Regions from separate parts of the Ovis aries genome. Here region 2 is linked to region 1. A link is a contact called in public Hi-C data. All regions are on one chromosome and are shown on one strand. The core of a region is the stretch at or near the end of the contact, and the rest is flanking DNA. Distances in the headings are between cores, read along the strand shown.

The links. A called contact is a pair of places that touch in the nucleus more often than the background predicts.
Region 2: a contact with region 1 is called in a Hi-C map of hypothalamus, with 3 times the contacts expected there. The contact joins the promoter of ADAM12 here to the enhancer-like site in region 1. A contact is called at or near these places in 2 of 16 Hi-C or Micro-C datasets (hypothalamus and liver).

The regions. Positions count from the first base shown.
Region 1 is chr22:45,199,184-45,205,138 of ARS-UI_Ramb_v3.0, reverse strand. All of the region lies in intron 3 of ADAM12 (ADAM metallopeptidase domain 12), which reads left to right. Among named protein-coding and RNA genes, the nearest start is that of ADAM12, 190 kb to the left of the region's middle. Within about 2 kb of position 2,433, at least 2 of the 54 cell types and tissues checked have an H3K27ac peak or open chromatin away from gene starts, as enhancers often do. A contact at or near this core is called in hypothalamus, where this site is marked.
Region 2 is chr22:45,387,484-45,393,069 of ARS-UI_Ramb_v3.0, reverse strand. ADAM12 (ADAM metallopeptidase domain 12) reads left to right here and starts at 2,089. Exons shown (of 23, transcript XM_027960492.2): 1 at 2,089-2,191. The coding sequence starts at 2,104.

The DNA.
Region 1 (5,955 bases), core at 1,184-3,683:
TTATGGATATGATTCAAAGTTTATTTACCCATTGGGTTTCATGGTGTTTTCTTGCTGTGGTCAAAAAGCTGTTTTAACCAGGACACTCAGACTGTTACCTTCATCTGCCCAGTCTTCTTAGGTTGTGAGCTGCTGGTTCCTTCCAACTACATCTTGACGTGTTGGTTTTGTCCTGTAATAAATATGTGAAATATTTCCTGATGGCTAGGGCATGGCAACCCACTCCAGTATTCTTGCCTGGAGAATCCCATGGATGGAGGAGCTTGGCAGTCTATAGCCCATGGGGTTACAAAGAGTCAGACATGACTAAAGTGACTTAGCATGACATGCTTGCATTTACCCATCATTGAAAAGCAAGATTAAATACTATTTGATCTCCTTGTCTTTTTCTCACCTTCATTAAGAGCCCTCTGCATGGTGTGTCTCTCCCCTGTCTCCCACTCCCATGATTTTGGACGTACTTGCATGGGAATTTTCAGGAGCTCTGAGAACCATCCAGCCAACCAAGAATTCAAGGCTGACAAGGCTAGAACAGGTTTCTGAACCTCAGCACTATTGACTTTTGCAGAAAGGAGACGATTCTTTGCTGAGTTGGACTGTCCTGTGCATTGTGGGTTGTTTGGCAGCATTTCTGGCCTCTAGCCACAATCTGCCCTGGAATTGGTGACAACCAGAAATGTCTCCGAATGCAGTTGACCCTTGAACAAGATGGGGCTTAGGGGCACCGACCCCCATGCTGTGGAATATATTCAAGTATAACTTTACAGCCAGCCCTCTGTATCCGTGGTTGTTGCTGTCGAACGGTGGTACTGGAGAAGGCTGCTGGGAGTCCCTTGGACAGCAAGGAGATCCAACCAGTCACTCCTAAAGGAAATCAGTCCTGAATATTCATTGGAAGGAATGATGCTAAAGCTGAAGCTCCACTATACTTTGGCCACCTAATGCTAAGAGCCAACTCATTGGAAAAGACCCTGATGCTAGGTAAGATTGAGGGCAGGAGGAGAAGGGAGGGGTGACAAAGGATGAGATGGTTGGATGGCATCATCAACTCAACGGACATGAGTTTGAGCAAACTCTGGAAGATAGTGAAAGACAGGGAAGCCTGGCATTCTGCAGTTAATGGGGTTGCAAAGAGTCAGTCATAACTCAGGAACTGAACAACAACTAAATCCATGATTGTGTGTCTTCGGATTTAACCACCTGTGGATCTTACAGTACCATGGTCCATATTTACTGGAAAAGAATCCACATATAAGTGGATCCACAGCTCAAACTCATGTTATTTAAGGGTCAGCTGCATTTCCATTGCTGTCTGTGGGGCAAAATCACTCCCAACTGAGCACCAGTGACTTAAAGTAAGGAACTTTGGAACTTTCCTGGTGGTTCAGTGCTTAAAACTTTGCCTTCTATGCAAGGGGTGAGGGTTCAGTCCCCGGTTGGGGCACAAAGATCCCACATGCCTCATGCCAAAACAACCAAAAAACATTTTTTAAAAAATCCCAGATGCAACACTGTAATAAATTCAATAGAGACTTTAAAAATGGTCCACATCAAAAAAAGTCTTTCAAAAATAAAAATTTAAATAAAGTGAGGGAAGTTTTATGGCAGCTTCTTGAAATTCTCCAAGGATTTCCTTCCCTTATCTTTGTCACTAGAAGTATTTCTCCATTAGAGCAACATACCAAGAAGCACAAAATTTGCAGACCTACATAATCTCACCCACAAGATGCAATTATGTGAATAGCAGCTTGCTTTATTTTAAAATACACTATCAGGAAAAATTTACAGAGAAATTGAAATACGTTAGTTACTTGGAAGACCAGCTATCCACGATTTTTCCTTTTAGTGTTATTCATATTAAAACATGTAAAGGTTTCTGTATGTTTTTGTATTCTTATCTAACAAGATATTCTGAAATTTAATCTTTAATTCCTGAGGGATGATGATAAGGAGATGAGTGAACCAAGAATCTGGAAAAATATGGGTGTTTGAGTAACCATTTCAATAACAGCACTTTTAATCTTCTTATCAGTAAATAATCTAGAGTAATGTAAACTTTGAAAGTTTTACAAAAATGTTAGCAAGCCATAAAAAATTATATTTTAGTAACTAGTTGCTATGTGAGTCAGTATTATTAGTGTGGAAGCAATCATATTTTATGTTGAGTTTATTAGTGGTGGACAGGAGCCTGGAAAAAATTCTCAATATCAATAGCATCTCAAATCTGAGAAAATTATATCTCAAGTGCACAGCTGTGCATTGATCTCTTCTTTGAGAATTGTCTCTTAAGTGATCATGGTAATATTGTTTCACAATAAAATATCTGACCTCAAACTGAGTTATGATAATTGGCATAATCTGTGCTGTAACATGGTTTGGATTAGAAGCCATAATGTGTCATTGTTTCTTAGGAAATCGAAAGAATGTCAGCTCTGCTATTCTTGAACTCATGCAGTGCTCCCTTCTGCAGGGAAAGAGGCTCACTCGCCCCCTCTCCTCTTCCGGTGTCCTTGTCCCCACACCTCTCTTTCTCCAAGCTGTCTAATTCAAGGTCACAAAAGGGCCTTCTCAAGTGGCTCCCAGCTCATGTTCTTAATCTTGTTTCCCTTCTTTTCCTATCTGCAGAGACTTGTAAAACCTTCAGGAGAAAGTGAATCCCCATCTGTAACACACTTAGAATTGAACATGGTTCTTGCTTTTTAAATTTTCTTTAAATGGGGGTATTAGCCAGATAATCTGGTCATTATCTAGTATTTGGTCTTAGCAGATACAGACAAACATTCTGTAATAGAAAACAGTATTTTCTGACAGGAGACAATTGGCGTCTTTGTCAATATTTGGTATGAATACACGTGTTCTGGAAGCACAAGAATGTTTCTCTTTATTTGTGTGTGATGTTGTGATTAACTTAATTCCCTGGTTGAATGTTAAGGAGTCAACTCTTCCTTTAATGTCTGTGTTTGAAAAATCTTTTCAAAGTTGAATTAGTCCTTATCCCGAGACTAGGTAGGAGACTGTCCCAGCTGAATGTAATTTAACGACATGTTGCAGTTTGGAATTTAGGGTCTCGGAATCTGTTAGGGTCAGCATCTCCAGTGTTTATGGCAAGTATGCTTTGAAAGAGGTAACAAAGAAATTCAGTGTCCATGGACTAGTTCCAGAGACCAGTGGTCTTAACTTGCAGGGCGACCTTGTTTTCTCACAGTCTGTTTTCCCTGATAATTTAACAACAACATGCTGTCAGAGGTTTCTGAGGTCCAGTTATGTGAGATCAGTTGAGACCCAGCTTTGCTGTATTCAAGGTAATGTGTTCCAATGCTGCTGGGGGAAAAAAAAAAGGCATTTCTCCAGACTCATGAAGCCTTGCTGGGAAGGCTGGATTATAGCATTCCCCAAAAGATTTTTAGACTATGATGTGTTATTGTTTTTTTTTCAAAGTGTATGAGTTTATGTATTAGTGTACATTATTGGAATTTACCCAGATCCCAGAGAATTTATTGTTCATAAAACCGATCATCTGGTGACCAGACTATCTCAATTTTTTTAAAAGCATCAACCACAATAAAAAAGAATATTACCATAAAACACTGATCAGCATTTCCCAGTAATAATCAGCATATCCCAGGAGTAATATCTTGTGTACTCTCCAGGACTGCCACAGAGAGTAGTAACGTGATGGGAGGGCAGATACAAGGAGTTGACAAAATCTGAGACAGGCTCTCCCAACCTGGATTTTGTCTTCATTTCCGGAAAATACAGCGTGAGTTTGCATCTCACCTACCCCATACCAGGTATTTACTTGATCTGTGGATGCCTGTCTCTTGCAAAAGGACTTTCTGTGTGAAAGACATGTTGAGCAAATATACTGATCCTGAATGTATGGATTCACCTAGCTTCAGGAAATGGTAATCATGTCAATGGATGTGGGTGGTCTCATTCACTACAGGTTTTACGGCTTTTACTAACATTAAGTTAAACCTTTACCCATCCTATATAAACTGGGTTCTTGTAACTAAACTCATTTTAAGAGAAAGAAATTTGGCTCAAAGCACATAGAGGTGTTTTTTTCCTATGGAGTCAGAAGTTTTCTGGTTGTAAGTGACTATCTCAACCCTCTTTAAAAAAAAAGAGAGAAAAGAAAAGTTCTCGCACCACGTAGCTGGGAAGCAAGGTACGACTTGCTTCAGGAACCAAGCGCTCAGAGTATTACCAGGTTCCTGATTCTCTGGCTGTCTCCTGGACAGGCTCTCTTGCCACGAAGGTCACGAAGGCCATTGGTCTTCTCAGACTCAAAGTCTCAGCTTTGGAGACCGAATGAAAGGCAAATGAACGACACCATCTTCCCTAGAAGCCGACAGCAAAGGCTTGCAGTGGGGTTCACTTGGCCTGGCTCTTATCCTGTGCTTGTCTCTGAACCAGGAAACCTGGGCTACTCTGGACCAGCTTGGTTTTCATGCCAATTCTTTTAACGACGAGTAGGGTCAGACCTACTTAATCCGCTTAGTCCAGAGCGTACATAGGAGTGTGGGTTATGTTACCAGCAGAAGAGGGAAAGACTGATGGCCGGAAGAGGGAAAAAGGATGGCTAGAGCAAAGGTGTGAAGAAGGCGATGGCACCCACTCCAGTTCTCCTGCCCGGAAGATCCCATGGACAGAGGGCCTGGTGGGCTGCAGTCCACGGGGTCGCTGAGAGTCGGACACGACTGAAAGACTTCACTTTCACTTTTCACTTTCATGCATTGGAGAAGGAAATGGCAACCCACTCCAGTGTTCTTGCCTGGAGGATCCCAGGGACGGGGGAGCCTGGTGGGCTGCCGTCTGTGGGGTCGCACAGAGTCGGACACGACTGAAGCGACTTAGCAGCAGCAGCAGTCGAGCAAAGGTGGCGAAAGTGTTAACACAGAATCTGGATCAGATACATCTAAAAAATATTCAACAAGCATTTATTTAAAGTAATACAGAGGCTTTTTCCTAGGAAGCCTGGAAGATACCAGAGGTATAAGAAATAGCTCCTATCTGTTGTGAGCTTGCATCCTAGTGCATTCAATTAGAAATGCTTATGGAGTCACTGTGATTCATTTATATTTCTGAACAGATATTTAACCGTACGAGGTACCATACTAGGCGCTGGTTATCCAGTGGTGGTGAGTGAAACAGGCCACCCATCTTCTGTCTTCATGGAATTCGGACTCCTTCCAAGGGGCTTGTCCAGGCGTATTGGATGACAGTGACACTCTATACCGCTGCAGCCATTCTCACAGGATGCTCAGCGATCCCCGCGCACATTCACGATGAGGAGGTTCGGCTCTGCATCAGTGGCTGGCCAGCAAGGACCCCATGGCCAAATTCACTGGTTAAAAGTTTTGTTGTTGTTAATTTACCATGTTGTCTTAGTTCTAAGTGTACAGTAAAGCGATTCAGTATATATATACATATATATACATTAATTTTCAGATTCTTTTCCATTATCAGTTATTATAGGGTAATCAGTATAGTCCCATGTGCTATACATTAGGTCCTTGTTGTTTACCTATTTTATATATCAATTCAGTTCAGTTCAGTTCAGTCACTCAGTCGTGTCCGACTCTTTGCAACCCCATGGATCGCAGCACGCCAGGCCTCCCTGTCCATCACCAACACCCGGAGTTCACCCAAACTCATGTGCATCAAGTCGGTGATGCCATCCAGCCATCTCATCCTCTGTTGTCCCCTTCTCCTCCTGCCCTCAATCTTTCCCAGCATCAGGGTCTTTTCCAATGAGTCAACTCTTTGCATGAGGTGGCCAAAGTATTGGAGTTTCAGCATCAGTCCTTCCAATGAACACCCAGGACTGATCTCCTTTAGGATGGACTGGTTGGATCTCCTTGCAGTCCAAGGGAGTCGCAAGAGTCTTCTCTAGCACCACAGTTCAAAAGCATCAATTCTTCTGCACTCAGCTTTCTTCACAGTTCGACT
Region 2 (5,586 bases), core at 840-3,339, 190 kb before region 1:
TCCTCAACAAAGCATTGCTAATTGCTAACGGAGAGAATGAAAGTACAAAGGACAGAGGGGTGAGTAGTGGGGCTGGATTGAAACTGGGGCTTGGACCCAGGCCTGGCTTCCAGACAGAGTGTTGAGATGCCTTGGAGCTGAGGAGGGCGTCCTGGGGCCAGTGCTTCTGGCTTTTGGGTTTTTTTTGTTTTTTTTTTTTAAATAAAAGGCCTGAACGTTGTCTAGAGGAGTTGACCTGGTTCTTAGGAACATGGCAGAAACCTAGGGGTGGGAGGGAAATAGGAGGAAAGCCACTTTCCTGTAAAAAGAGCTGGTGAGGAATGGCATTTTCTCAAATACTGGCTAAATGCCTCTAGGAATGAAGCTTGGTCAGAAATTGGTGGGAGGTCACAGGACAGGTTTTTGTGCCTGGTTCTCCCTCTGGGCTGCACAGTGGAATCACCTGGGGCTTCAGAAACTTCTCAGCCTCCATCCAGGCTTCCCTGGTGGCTCAGATGGTTAAAAAAAAAAAAATCTGCCCCAAACTGGGGAGACCTGGGTTCGATCCCTGATGAGGAAGATCCCCTGGAGAAGGGAATGGCTACCCACTCCAGTATGCATTTTGCCTGGGGAATTCCCTGGACAGAGGAGGCTGGCAGGCTACAGTCCATGGGGTTGCAAAGAGTTGGGCAAGCCTGTGCGACTAACACTTCAGGCTCCATCCATGGCTGGAGATGCTGAATAATCTGGGTGGGGGTGTTATTAACCCCTTAGTCCTTAGGGTTCTAATAGGTGGTCAAGATTAGGGATCTCGGTGGTTCCACAGGTGGTGGGCACCCATCTTGATGCCCCAGCTCCTTCAGTCTGCGTAGCCCTCTCCTTGCTGGTCCCATGGTCTAGGAGAAGGCAAGCCCTGCCTTAATAAACACTGATACTGTGCTCTTTGAGGTCATGGAGGCAGAAGAGAAGGAGACTGCCAAGAGCTCAGACTGGAAGCAAGTCTCCTTCATCTCACTGCTGTTTCCCAAACACCCGGTGCTCCCTGGCTGGATAGCGTCATTTCAAGGGCGTGGGAGGGCACCCAGGAATCAGTACTTTTGACAGACAAACCCAGTCGCTTCTTACATCAGGAAACTTTGGGAAACATTGCTGTGCACCTTTCCTTTGGCAGGAGGGGGCGGGGGAGGGGTGGTCCATGCCAATCTATGATGGTAAAACCTAAAGCAACGCCTCAAAAGCAGCATGCCCAGAAGTCGCGTGTCTTCAAGTCCAAATTCAGTCTCCGGCAGGAGATGTCCCCGTTTGGGAACTTACGGGACCGGCCCAGCTGGGGAGCGGCGGACAGCCTTTCAGACCGGCTACCCGCGTTCCGCTGGTTCCCGGCGGGCCTGGAGCGAGCAGCCGAGTCATCATTTCCAGCCTCAGACTGGAAAGCTGGACCGTGCCGCCGCGTGTGCTCTTGGCAGCCGGGCGCCCGGGGCCCCGCGGCCACATCACCCCGGGGCGGGGATGTGTGTGCGCTCCTGCGCCCGGCCGCCACCGAGCCACGTCTGTGCCGCCGCCGCCGCCGGGGCGCGCGGCCCGGGAGGCGCCCTGCCCCGAGCCGCCCCGGGGGTGGGCGAGCGCCGGCTCTGGGCGGGACCCTGGGCGGGGGTTGGGGGGGAACCCCGAGCGGTCTCTAGGACCCGCGGGACGCCGCCGGCGGGCGGGGGAGACGATAATTTGTTCCGTGGTCAGGAGAACGGTGACTGCGGGCCGTGGATCCATTTCACAGGCCTGCCTCCTTGCCCTAACGATCTTCCTCGTCCCGGGGCCAACTCGGACAGTTTGCTCATTTATTGCAACGGTCAAGGCTTGGCCCGTGCCAGCACAGCGCGCGCGCGCACACACACACACGCGCGCGCGCACACACACACGCCAAGGGAAAACTTTCTTTTAAAAAAATGAAAGCCTAGACGAGCTCTTCCGCGGCCCGGGCGCTGCGCGAGGGGGTTCGGAGCTGCCTCCCTGCGGCAGGAAGTCCCCGCGGGTCGCGACGCCCGGCCCCTGCCCGGCGCCCGCGGGGGATGGTGCAGCGCCCGCCGCCCAGCCCGAGAGCTGCCGCTGCACCGAAGGCCGGCGACGATGGCAGCGCGCCCGCCGCCCGCGCCCCCCGCCCGCGCCCTCCTGCTCGCCCTGGCCGGGGCTCTGCTGGCGCCGTGCGCGGCCCGAGGTAAGTGGCCAAGCCCAGGCGGCGGCTCGCCCGCCAGCCCGCTGGGGACCCGTCCTCCCAGGGCTCCGCGCGCCCTTCTGGGGCGGGGGGGACACTCAGGGGCGCATGGCGGCTCGCGGGGACTCGGCTGCGGAGCGCCAGGATTCGGGCACCCGGCTCGGAGGGGACCCCAGCCGCTCACCCCCAACCCACCGCCCAGGTGCCAGCTCCCAGGGGGAGGAGGGAACCCCTGGCTTGGGGCCCCGAAGCCGCCTGCGCGCGGAGCCTGGGGGCACAGCCTTGGGGCCGCTCGCGCGCCTTCCCCTCCCGGGGCTCATCTGCCAGGGTGTCTTTCCGCCTTGACAGTTACACGTGTCGCTCCGGAGGATGCGCGCGGGTCCTCTCACCCTGTCCCTGATGAATACCCCCCGACCCCCATCTCTGACTCCGGGTCACCTCTCCCTGAGGTTCCCTGTCCGCCCCTGCCTCCCCCTGGGATCCACTGCGCGGGGGACGCGCCGTCACCGCGCAGGTGAGCCACCTCGGTGCCTACAGGTGTGCCCGCCGCCTTCCACGGCACTCTCCACTTTTAAAAAATGGACTCTCGTGCTCACTTCTTTAATGTTCTTTCCCTCTTTTTTCGGACTCCGGATAGCTCCCCCGTGGTCCGCGGCGGCCAAACCTGAGCAGAATCTTTCTGTCTCCCGCCGCTCCCTCACGTTCTCTGCCAACTAGTCGGTTAAATCAACTTTGTGTAAAGCGACAGCTTAACTCCAAGCTAAGCTAAAGTGTGGCTGTTGTCGCCGTTTTATAAAGATCTAGGTTTCCCCCAGTTGTCTACCGTTAAAGTAGGGCACCTGTGGATCTTTTTGCACGATGAGAACTCAAACAGCAGGTGCCTTTTTAAAAATTCGCAAGTTTCTGCGGGTCCCCGTCCCCACCACCGCCGTCTTTCTGCCACTGGAGGCGCTGTCGGCCTAGCGATGAAAGGCTTGCCTCATCTCCAGCTCCAAATTTCTATGGTTCTGTATCGTAGGCATTTATTTTTTCAGCAACTGGCCTCAATCAAGAACCGTTAGCATCTTAGGGTACGTTTAGTTTTGCCATTGCCACGGATACCCTCTACCTTCCCCCTGCACCGCATCTACTGTAATGTGGCTAAAACCCAGCTCTCATTAAAACCCACATGCCAATGAAGACCAATTTGGAATTAATGATTAAATAAAAGGATTGCTCTAAGCAAGGAAGAAGCAATGAGATAGCCAAGAAAAAATACTGCTGACTGTTTAGTTGAATAACTCTCTGACCTGCAAGTGAAAATAATAGTCATCAAAAATGTTTTGAAAGACTTTTGTACAAATTGGTCCTTTTGAATATTTATTGAGAAAGAACTTTTGAAAAAACTGAAACAAAATCTGAGAGTGTGCCTGAGGTGGTCTTTGCCTTGGCACACACTCTGTACACATAAACAGAAGTCCACTGAACGTGTACAATAAATGCTTTTTTTTTTTTAAGAGGAAAATGTTTACTAAGTGAAGCTAATAATGGGAAATTATTTCATGGAGGAAGGACTTTTATTATTTTATGGCTGCAGCTTTGGTTGAGAGAGTTTTTCCCTAGGATAGCTATGGCTCAGAATAGAAAACCAATTAAACCAAAACCTTTAGAATGGTCCCGGGGCTCCCCAGATGGCACTAGTGGTAAAGAACTCGCCTGCCAATGCAGGAGGCATAAGAGACACAGGTTCGATCCCTGGGTCGGGAAGATCCTCTGGAGAAGGGAATAGCAACCAACTCCAGTATTCTTGTCTCGAGAATTCCATGGACAAAGGAGCCTGGTGCGCTATAGTACATGGGGTTGCAAAGAGTGGAACATGACTGAGCGAGTAACACTATCACTAGAAAACCAGTTAAGCTGAAACATTTAGAATGATTACATGCTGAGATATCTCCAGATTCACTGCTTGTTTATCCTTGGGTTCTCAGTATCAAGTCTTAAATTAGTTGGTGCACCAAATCAGAGCATGGAGGTTGTTTAAAAACCCAAATGTGTAATGAGACGTCTCTTTGTGTTGGCAAGAGTGAGGGATGAGTTACCACTTGTTGAAGATGGGGCATATTTTGGGTTTCTCTCTGTGTGTCTCCCAGAACAGTCTCCTGTGTGGTGCCCTTCGGGGTCATCTCAGCCCTTATTGTTGCTGTTGTTAAGTTGCTGTCATGTCCGACTCCTTCGAGATCCCATGGACTGCAGCCCACCAGGCTCCTCTGTCCATGGGATTCTCTAGGCAAGTATACTGGAGTGGGTTGCTATCTACTCCCCCAGGGAATCTTCCTGACCCAGGGATGGACCCCGAATCTCCTTCAAGTCTCCTGCATTGAAGGTGGATTCTTTACAGCTGAGCCACCGGGCAAGCCTTAACAGGTCCAAAACAGAACCCTAGACACTCTCCACCGCCTGCCCCTATCTTCCCAACTCAGTAATAATGCCCCTTGCCTTTTCCAGATGCCATGCAAACACGTAGGTCATCCTGAGTCTGTGCCTGTTCCTCCATAAGCCACCAACCTACAAGGTGTGTTTCCATCTACCCATGTCCACCCGCACCGCCCCCCCCCCATTTCAAGAGGCCCTCCCCAGCTTTGGGTGCCATTTCTCCCTTCTTTTGACGTCTTCTGTGGAGGCTCACATCCCGAGCGTCGTCACCTCCTAACCCGTCTGCTGGCTTCTCCTTCTGTCCCTGCTCAAAGCTCTCTTCCCAGCGCCACGGCCAAAGTCATCTATTTCAATCATGAGTTGGATTGTGCTGGTTTCCTGTTTAAAACTCTCCAGTGGCTTTCTATGGTTCTTAAGAAAATCCAAACCTCTGGATAACCTATCGCCTGTTTTCCTGTTATCTGCTTTCTTACCTTCCCCCACCCCCACCCTCTGCTATCTCTACTCCAGCCTCACGGGCTTCTCTTCTTTCCAACTTCCCAATCTAATATTGCCACCATTTGAACAAACACCGTTCATGTTTGCACCGCTAAGCAAATATTGCTTCTGATCATGCCACACCATGTTCTGTGATTTCCCTTCATCTCTGTCTCATCAGGGACCTGAGCCGTTGCTCTTGCTTGGCCTGCCGCACTTACATGTTGGCCTTTGCTTTTTTGGCTAGTACCTCATGCTCCCATGATGGCTGCTGTACATTTTGGCATTATATCTGCATTCTAGGCAGCAATAAGGCAGAAGAGGCAAAAAACAGAGTCGCTAAATCTATTTTATTGGGAAGATAAGACTATTTCCAGAAACCTTTGTAGCAGATTTTTTTCTTGGCTAGACTGTGACACATGCTGGCCGCATGGAAGATAGAAAAAAATATTATCTTTAGTTGTACACATTGGTGTTACTAAAATATATATATATTTAGTCTGGGGAAT